Linked DNA regions of Mus musculus: region 1 is linked to region 2. A link is a contact called in public HiChIP or PLAC-seq data. All regions are on one chromosome and are shown on one strand. Each heading gives the region's core, a stretch centred on a gene start, on an enhancer-like site or on the middle of the called end of the contact. The rest is flanking DNA. Distances are from core to core; before and after follow the strand shown. Region 1 overlaps Zan (zonadhesin). Region 2 holds the start of Ephb4 (Eph receptor B4).

Region 1 (4,318 bases), core at 983-3,482, 110 kb before region 2:
GCACACACAGTGGGAGTGCTTTCAGGCCCACAGTCCTGGAGAAACAGCTGAAGTGCCCTGCTGCTGTGGATGCTTCCCCTGGGAAAGAGACAATGACTGTAAAAGGGACTCTTGTTTTGGGGATGTGGGTCAGTTAGTAGAGGTCCTGCTTTCCAGTCCTAGAGCCTCATTAACCACTTGGAGTACTCACCTCTCCTCTCAGCACTGGGCAGCTGGAGGCAGGAAGGTCAGCACTACAAAGTCATCTCAGTTACAGAGAGTCTGAGGCTAGCCTGGGCTACTTGGGAGCCTTGTCTCACAAAAAGGGTGAGACGGAGTCACAAATGAACATGATTTCCTGAAGATGTCCCAGTCCATTGAGGGGAGACAGGCAATCTTGAAAGGAGACAATCATGGCATGGCCCTTTCCATTTGGATTCTGAGTCCTTTACTGTCTCAGAGATATATCCTGAGCCCTCTACCCTGTAGTGCCAAGTTGGACACCGCCACCACAACTAGGGTCTCAGAAAGCAGAGAATGGGTGGTACATGCTTTTAATCCCAGCATTCTGGAGGTGGAGGCAAGAAGATTTTGAGTTTTAGCTTGGCATACATAGTAAGACTGTCCCAAATCCAACAGGGACTGGGGATGTAGCTCTGTTGCTTAAGTGCCAGTTTAGACAAAGCCCTGGCTTCCACCCCCAGAGCCACCTAAGCTGGACATGGTAGCAAATATCTATAATCTGAGCACTGGAGAGGAGGAGGTGGTATCCCCAGAGTTTAAGGTCATACTCAGCAATGTGAAAAAGTTTGAAGCTAGCCTTAGATATAATGAGACCCTGTCTGAAATCAACCAGCCAACCAACCAACCAAACAAACAAACAAACAAACAACTAACAACCAACCAAACAATCAAATCACCAACCAACCAACCAAGCAAATAGTTGGTTGTGACTTAGCCCCTCAGCACTGCTCTCTCTCCATCTAGACCACTTCTTTAGGATAACAGCAAACACCGAAGAACGTGGAGTAGAAGGTGTATCCTGCCTGGACAAAGTTGTCATCTCTCTGCCAGAGACTACCGTTACCATGATCAGTGGCAGACACACATTGGTGAGTTAGTTCTATCCTTTGCTCACTCCACCAGGCCAGGCCATGGTCAGCCTGGAGACTCTGTTAGGGTTGGGACTAAGCAAAATGATGATGCTTCAAGCCAGTCTAGAGGAGAGAAGTTGGAGGGATGCCGTGGAGTGGTGATGTGCTCTGGCCTTGGATGAGGTGTTAGAGTTTTATGGTCCTACTTGACACCCCCCCCACATCAGTCTCTCTGTCTCCTCTCTCCCAGATTGGGGATCAGGAAGTCACCCTCCCAGCCATACTTTCTGATGACACCTATGTGGGTCTGAGTGGGAGATTTGTGGAGCTGAGGACAACATTTGGTTTGCGTGTGAGATGGGATGGTGACCAGCAGCTTTTTGTGACTGTGTCCAGGTAAGGGAGACGGCCTAGTCAGGCAGCCAGAACCCTCCACACCCTCGGCCTCACCCCAGGCATTTCAGTTACTTGTGGTTAATCATTTACACGTGTCCTTAAAGCTAGGCTGCATCTCACCCAAGTGGCAGAAGGGAAACAGTAGGAAGTGGAGTGAGGGCAGTGGGGTAATAGCAGATATGTACACAGGGCCTTGGGAATGTGTTATAAAGAGTCACTCGGGGACGCTCAAGAGCTGTCAGAAGAGAAGATATCATTCTTCAGGGAATAGTGGCTCCCCAGATGGGTGGACAAAGATGACAAGGGAGGTGGCTCAGCTGGTAAAGAGCTAATTCCACCCCTGGAACACACAGGCACATACAGACACACACATACAGACACACACACACACACACAGAGAGAGAGAGAGAGAGAGAGAGAGAGAGAGAGAGAGAGAGAGAGAGGAAGAGAGAGAGAGAGCACACACACACACACACACTGAGAGAGAGGGAGGGAGGGAGAGAGAGAGAGAGAGAGAGAGAGAGAGAGAGAGAGAGGAGAGAGATTTAAACCCAAGAGAGAGTAGAGTTGTTAAGCAGAAAGAACAGAGGAGACCCTGTACAGATGGCTCAGGCTGAGGCTGAGTGGGGGTCTTACATATCTGAAGCCTATCACAGACTCTTAAGAGTAGATGTTCTCAATGCATTCCTGGCTCTTACCCTCAGGGCGCACAGCTCACTGTCCTCTTGCTGTGGTCTCTGATGACTGAGACCCTTTTCCTCAGTCATGACTCACCCCTCTCCTGGACCCACAGTACCTTCTCGGGCAAACTCTGTGGTTTCTGTGGGAACTATGACGGGGACAGCAGCAACGACAACCTGAAGTCAGATGGCATGATGACACACGATGAGGAGGAGCTGAGGCTGAGCTGGCAGGTGGAAGAGGATGAGGACAAGGAGTGAGTGAGGGTCCCCACTGTGGGCTGGGACTACTCTTCCTCGACTTTTGCCCATTTTCAGATCTACCAGTGCTGGGCTTAGTTGTTCCTGTCTGTCATTCCAGAAGATGCAGGGATGTCTGGATCTGCAGACATCAAGATCTGATTTCTAAAATCCAAGAGCTGAGGATACAGCTCAGTGGTAGAGCCTAGAATCCCCCAGGGAGGAGCTGGGGGCGTGGCTCAGTGATAGAGCACCTGCCTAGAATCCCCCAGTGAGGGGCTGGGGGGCGTGGCTCAGTGGTAGAGCCCCTGCCTAGAATCCTCCAGTGAGGGGCTGGGGGCGTGGCTCAGTGGTAGAACACCTGCCTAGAATCCCCCAGTAAGGGGCTGTGGGTGTGGCTCAGTGGTAGAGCACCTGCCTAGAATCCCCCAGGGAGGGGCTGGGGGCGTGGCTCAGTGGTAGAGCCCCTGCCTAGAATCCCCCAGTGAGGGGCTGTGGGTGTGGCTCAGTGGTAGAGCACCTGCCTAGAATCCCCCAGGGAGGGGCTGGGGGCGTGGCTCAGTGGTAGAGCCTCTGCCTAGAATCCCCCAGGGAGGGGCTGGGGGCGTGGCTCAGTGGTAGAGCCCCTGCCTAGAATCCCCCAGGGACGGGCTGGGGGCGTGGCTCTTTAGTGGAACCCTTAACTAGTATGCACCAGATCCTGTATTGATCCCAGCAATGTTAAAAAAAAAAAATGAAACAAAAGTTACAAGGGGTAAAGTCTTGCCTGTGATCTTTAGGTTTCCAGGAGTATAGGAGACTTGGGACCACGCCTGGCTAATGTAGTGATATCGTCTCAAAAAGAACAAAATATAAACTGACCAGCATTGCCCTTTTCTTTTTCCTTACCTGGAGACTCCAGCTTTTCCACCTCTTTTGGGCTCTTCCAGCTTTACTGTCTTCTTCAGTTGGGTCTCTTCCAGGTGTCAGAAGAAGAAGAATCCCCCATCTTGTGACGCTGCTTTGGGGAGCACTATGTCGGGACCCAAGTTATGTGGACAGCTTGTCAACCCAAGTGGACCCTTTGAGTATGGAGGGAAGCAGATGGGTTGCAAGGGTTTGCTAGGTACTGGCGTTTCTCTGAGGTGGAGCATAGAGGCTCTGCCCTCTCCTGCCATCTGATTCAGCTTCTCTCCCCAGGGCATGCCTGCTCCACCTGAAGGCCTCATCCTTCCTGGATAACTGTGTGACTGACATGTGTAGCTTCCAAGGTCTCCAGCAGAAGCTCTGTGCTCACATGTCAGCCATGACGGCCACCTGCCAGGATGCCGGCTATCCTGTGAAGCCCTGGAGGGAACCCCAGTTCTGCCGTGAGTTGGGACCCAAAGCATGTGGGAAGATCTGGCAACACTTCCTACAGATCCAGTCAGGGTATACCCTGTTGAACCCCCATTTTGCTTCCATAAGAGGACAGGGCAGTGAGTAGAGCTGGATGTATCCCTCAGTTGCTTGGTCTCACGTTCAAGACCAGGCTGAGCAATTCAGGGAGGCTTCTTTTCCAAACAAACAAACAAACAAACAAACAAATAACAGGGCTTGACAGGTAGCTCAGCAGGAGAGCGTGTGCCGAGAATCCATAACCTGGGGGCTTAGTAATAAGGCTCTTGCCTAGAATCTGTCAGTGAGGAGTTGGGGTGTGGCTCAAATGGAGAGCACTTTACTAATGTGCCCAAGGCCCTGGATTCAGTCCTCAGCACTGGAGGGGTTGGGGGGAGGCAGGAGGAGAAGGAAGGGGAGAAGAAGTAGGACAGGAGGAGCAAGTAGAGGAAAAGGATGAAGAGGAAGAGGCAGAAGGGGAGGAGGAAGAGGAAGACAAGTCAGGGGTTCTGTAGGGAGGGAGACAGTGTATTTATGTGGTCCACCAAATCCACACTGCATTCAGAGTAGACT
Region 2 (4,225 bases), core at 86-2,585:
AGGGACTGTGGAGTTAGGGGCTCACAGATCTGAAGAGGCATTTGGAGAGGAATACAGAAGGAAAAAAAAAAAAAAAACCAGAAATCTGAGGCGGGCTAGGAGGCGGCCAGCTGGGGTGAATTAGGGCGACACAGGCCGGTGTTAGGCAGTTTCTGCGGGCTTGCATGGCTGGAAGAAAGCCTCAGCCTTGGGAAAAGTTGAGGTCTAAATGGCATGTAAAAGGTTGGGGTACAGCCTTGAGAAAAACAAGAAAAGAGTCTGCACGAGGTCAGTAGCCTGGCCAGCCATTTGGGAGTTGGAGAGTGGGGCTGCAGATGGGGCCATCCTGACTGGGGTGTGGAGTCCAGGTGTGAATGAACGCTAGGGAACCAGAGGTGGGGGTCGCTTTACGGCCTAGCTGGGGTCTGCCTCGCCTGCAAGTGCCCCTTCAGGAACTTTCCCCTGGAGTTTAGCCAGAGGTGGAGAGAGGATAAAAACTTTGGGGGATAGTTTTGAACATTAGGGTGGACAGGAAAAGGAAGGCTGTCATGGGCCTTTGGCATCAGGACTGAGAATTTAGAAGGCTGGGTAAGGGAAGGTCCCGGGTCTGAGCTCTCGACTCCATCTCTTTCCCAAACAAAAGAAAAACCCCACTCCCCGCCAGGCCGCCTCCTCCCCGCCCCCTCCCGTTCTAGTGCTATTGGTCCGAAGTGTTTAAGGGGTACCGGAGTTGGGATAGGGAGAGACCAGCTTTTGCACTCTGAGGCACAACTTTGGGGGACCCCAAGAACAGGGGGCACCCCAAGAAAACTCACCTTCTAAAGCAGTGGCGAGGGAAGCCCAGCACAGCAGCGCTCGGAGCTCCATGGCGCCGCCTCACTTTGGCTGAATGCGATCCGAGTTTGGGGGGCCCTGGCCCCCCCAGGTCTGACCCTCCCCTGGGCGGGTGCACACCGACTCTGCTGCTGGGACTTTCCGTCGAGGGCCTCTCAACGATGGCCCATGCGGGCGCGCCAGGCACCCGCGCTCAGGTGCGGCCCCCACGTCCCCGCCGCAGCGCGCGCGCGCGGGGAGGCCAGCCTTGAGGGGGGACGTCCTGGCAGTGGCCGTCGCTGGGCGGGCGGAGATCGGGACGTGGCTGAGAGTTAGGGGTCCCTTCGGGGCTTCGGGGGTCCCGCCCTGGCTGGCTGGGGTGGGCCGATTGCTCGCGGTCTCTCTCGCTCCCTGGAGTGGTTGGTGGATGTCGCGCCGCCGGGGTTAGTGCGCCGGTCGCGGTCAAGGAAGGTGGAAACCAAAGTGGGAACCGAGCAGGAGGGAGGGAAACAGGCTGGGCCAGGGCTGGGCCGAGTCGAGACTGAGTCGGGCGGCGCCTGGCCTAGGAGGGAGGGGCGCATAGGAGGCGGAGACAGTCCCATGTCAGAGTTTCCCCCCGCCCCATCTCCCAACACCCTGGAGCCCGGGTTTCTCTGGGAGGGGGGGGTGCACGGGGAGCTGATTGGCTCCTATGCTGCTGAATAATTCATGAGAGGGGGGGCCGCCCGAACTGAGCCTGTCGGGAAGTTAGGAGAAAGTTTGCAAGAGGGGGAGGGGCGGCATGTGTGGAACTTAGGGACTGTCCAGGGGTGCTGGGTGTCCCATGCCTACTACCCCTGATTGTGCATGTTGGGGCAGTAGCCCAGGAATCCTCAGGACTGACCTGAACCTACCAGGCCTCACAGATGTGTGCGTAAATGTGAATGCCCCCACACAAAGCCTGCTTTGACCTTGCAGCGGGACCTGAGATTCCACATCTGGATGCGCCCCCTGCCACCTAGTTGGAGCAGGGGATTGCATTTGGGAGGAGAAGGTTAAAACTTTGCATTTGGGTATGGAGAGCTTCCCAACAGACCTCCGTTCCTCAAGCAATAATCCCAGCTTGTCTATCTCCGGAGAGAGCGCTCACACAATCAGTGCGTGCTCGTTAAGTCCTGGAGATCCACTGAGCGCGCAGCCTAACGCTGGAGAAAGTGGTTTGAAACCCAAAGTATAGAAAATGTAAATAAAAGGCAGGCGTGTCAGAGAGGGTGAGGGATCTCCGTAACACCTCATTTCATTTTTTTAAAGGAGGGGGACACTTCCCCGCCGCCTGCAGCCTTGACCTCCAAGGCGGGGGTAGGGACCGTTGTGGCTCTTTCCTGAGGCTGTTTCCTGTCTGGCTCCTGGGGGCCCTCGGGATGGCTGGGAGGGCCCTTCCTCTCATTTGCTAGCACCCCCTCTCATCCATCAGTTTGAGGGGAGGGTCCAGGAAAGACGGCCTCCTATCTACATCAGGGCACTGTGAGTGTGGGGCACGGGATGGTTGGATGAGAGAGGTGCTGTTCCCGAAGTCGGTCCTTTAAGGGCTGCGGTAAGGAGACTTTAATTTAAGGTAATTAGTACAGGGTCTGGAAACTCTGAGGTAGGAGTCTGGGGCACCTGGGAGTCTGCCAAATACCCTAAGGGCGCACACACACACCCCAGCGGGCGCGGGAGACCGGTGATGACCTCTTGTCCGCCTGCGCGCACACACACACCAGCGGGCGCGGGAGACCCGTGATGGCCTTTTGTCCCCGTGCACTTATCTTCCTGGCGCAAGTAGTGCTCCCCACCCCCTGCCCTTCCTCACAGCCCTGCCTGGGTCCCGCTCCGGGGTGGGGGGTCAGCCAGGGCAGGAAACAGCCGGCTTGGCTGGAGCCAGGCTGACCGGCTAGATCTGGGAGTCCCCTCCTCCTTCCCCACGCAGACTCAGGCTCCCCTTCTCTTATCCACAGACACCCCCTTTTTTGCAGCTATCATTCTGCATCCGGGTCCCCCTGAATTTCTGAGTCGTGGCTTGTTCTCACCCTAGGAGCCACCATCAGCAGCCCACTTCAAGCCTTTGATTGCTTAAAAATTTTCACATTTAGTGGGATAAGCAATTCATTAGTATGCAGAGACGATTAACGCCTCAATAGAGGAGAGACAAGCAGCCTGGATGACAGAGGCAGGCGTGGAGGAGGGTTCGGTTGATGAGACCCAGCTGAAAAGATGAAAGAGCCCATCAGATTATTCCGAAAACCCAAAGACAGTGTATCAGTAAGAATGACTCCTGGGCTGGCCTCTCTGCTGCTATCAGTAGAGAATTTGGTAAACAGTTTCTCTAGCACCCAGAAAGCCCTGAGTTCCATCCCATTCCTACACAGATCCAGTGTGGTCATACTCCCACAACTTGGGAGGAAAGTGGAACCAGACTGGACTACATTGCAAGTCTTACACACACACACACACACACACACACACACACACACACACACACACACAGAGAGAGAGAGAGAGAGAGAGAGAGAGAGAGAGAGAGCGCGCACTGGTGAAAATCCCGTGATTTCCCTTTTCCATGCAAGTGACGCCCGAGATCTTTACTCCCCGGGTCAGGAAGCACCCTCCATTTATCCTGTGTGTGTGAGGTCATTCCTTCCACTCCCGGACCACCAGAAACTCCTGCTGCCAGCACTGAGTTGCTTAGCCTTCTGCTGCAGGTGAGAACTCCCATTAGCCCAAAATCAGTGTTTGTCCCAAAGACCCAACCAAATCTCAAACCTTTTTGTTTTTCTTCTTCTTCTCGGTGTTAGGGGACTTGGAGGAACTGGGACGTGGCTCTGTGGTAGAAGTGCCAGCTGCCAAAGCGGACAACTTGAGTTTGAATTTCAAGGTAAACATAGTGGAAGGAGAAAACCGATTTCCAGAAGTTGTCTGTCATCTGTGACCTCCACATGGACACTGTGGCCTTCACTGGCTCTCTCCTAACGCAATAAATATGCAAATAAAAAATAGGATTACGGGCTGGTGAGATGGCTCAGTGGGTAAGAGCACCCGACTGCTCTTCCGAAGGTCTGGAGTTCAAATCCCAGCAACCACATGGTGGCTCACAACCACCCATAATGAGATCTGATGCCCTCTTCTGGTGTGTCTGAAGACAGCTACAGTGTACTTACGTATAATAAATAAGTAAATAAATCTTTAAAAAAAAAAAAAAATAGGATTACAAAAACTTTGAAAGGCACTGAAGAGATGGCTCGGCCGTGAAGGGTACCTGTTGCTTTCACAGAGGACATCGTGGGTTTGATTCCTAGCACCCACGAGCTGGTGCCCAAGCATCCATAACTCCAGTTCCAGAGGCTCCAATGCCCTCTTTGGACCTCTGTGGGCACCAGGCACACATGTGGTGCATAGACATGCAAGCAGGCAAAAC

Evidence for each region. HiChIP or PLAC-seq counts read pairs in DNA pulled down with a chosen protein or histone mark.
Region 1: a FOXA1 HiChIP or PLAC-seq map of pancreatic cancer cells shows a contact between it and region 2. The contact joins the enhancer-like site here to the promoter of Ephb4 in region 2. A contact is called at or near these places in 3 of 39 promoter capture datasets (the 3T3-L1 cell line, the C10 cell line and the HPC-7 cell line), 3 of 484 Hi-C or Micro-C datasets (bone marrow-derived macrophages and cortical neurons), 2 of 115 datasets of contacts at active chromatin or transcription factors (embryonic forebrain and pancreatic cancer cells) and 3 of 9 other capture datasets (adipose tissue, liver and pancreatic islet).

Annotation. Positions count from the first base shown.
Region 1 is chr5:137,453,340-137,457,657 of GRCm38.p6, reverse strand. It overlaps Zan (zonadhesin), which reads left to right. Exons shown (of 88, transcript NM_011741.2): 18 at 967-1,091; 19 at 1,324-1,469; 20 at 2,263-2,406; 21 at 3,337-3,456; 22 at 3,569-3,738. Among named protein-coding and RNA genes, the nearest start is that of Zan, 22 kb to the left of the region's middle. Within about 2 kb of position 2,232, at least 52 of the 459 cell types and tissues checked have an H3K27ac peak or open chromatin away from gene starts, as enhancers often do. A contact at or near this core is called in pancreatic cancer cells and pancreatic islet, where this site is marked.
Region 2 is chr5:137,347,219-137,351,443 of GRCm38.p6, reverse strand. It overlaps Ephb4 (Eph receptor B4), which reads right to left and starts at 1,335. Exons shown (of 17, transcript NM_010144.6): 1 at 795-1,335. The coding sequence starts at 846. Gm52791 (a long non-coding RNA gene) reads left to right here and starts at 1,392. Exons shown (of 3, transcript XR_003955817.1): 1 at 1,392-2,365; 2 at 3,378-3,512; 3 at 3,606-3,844.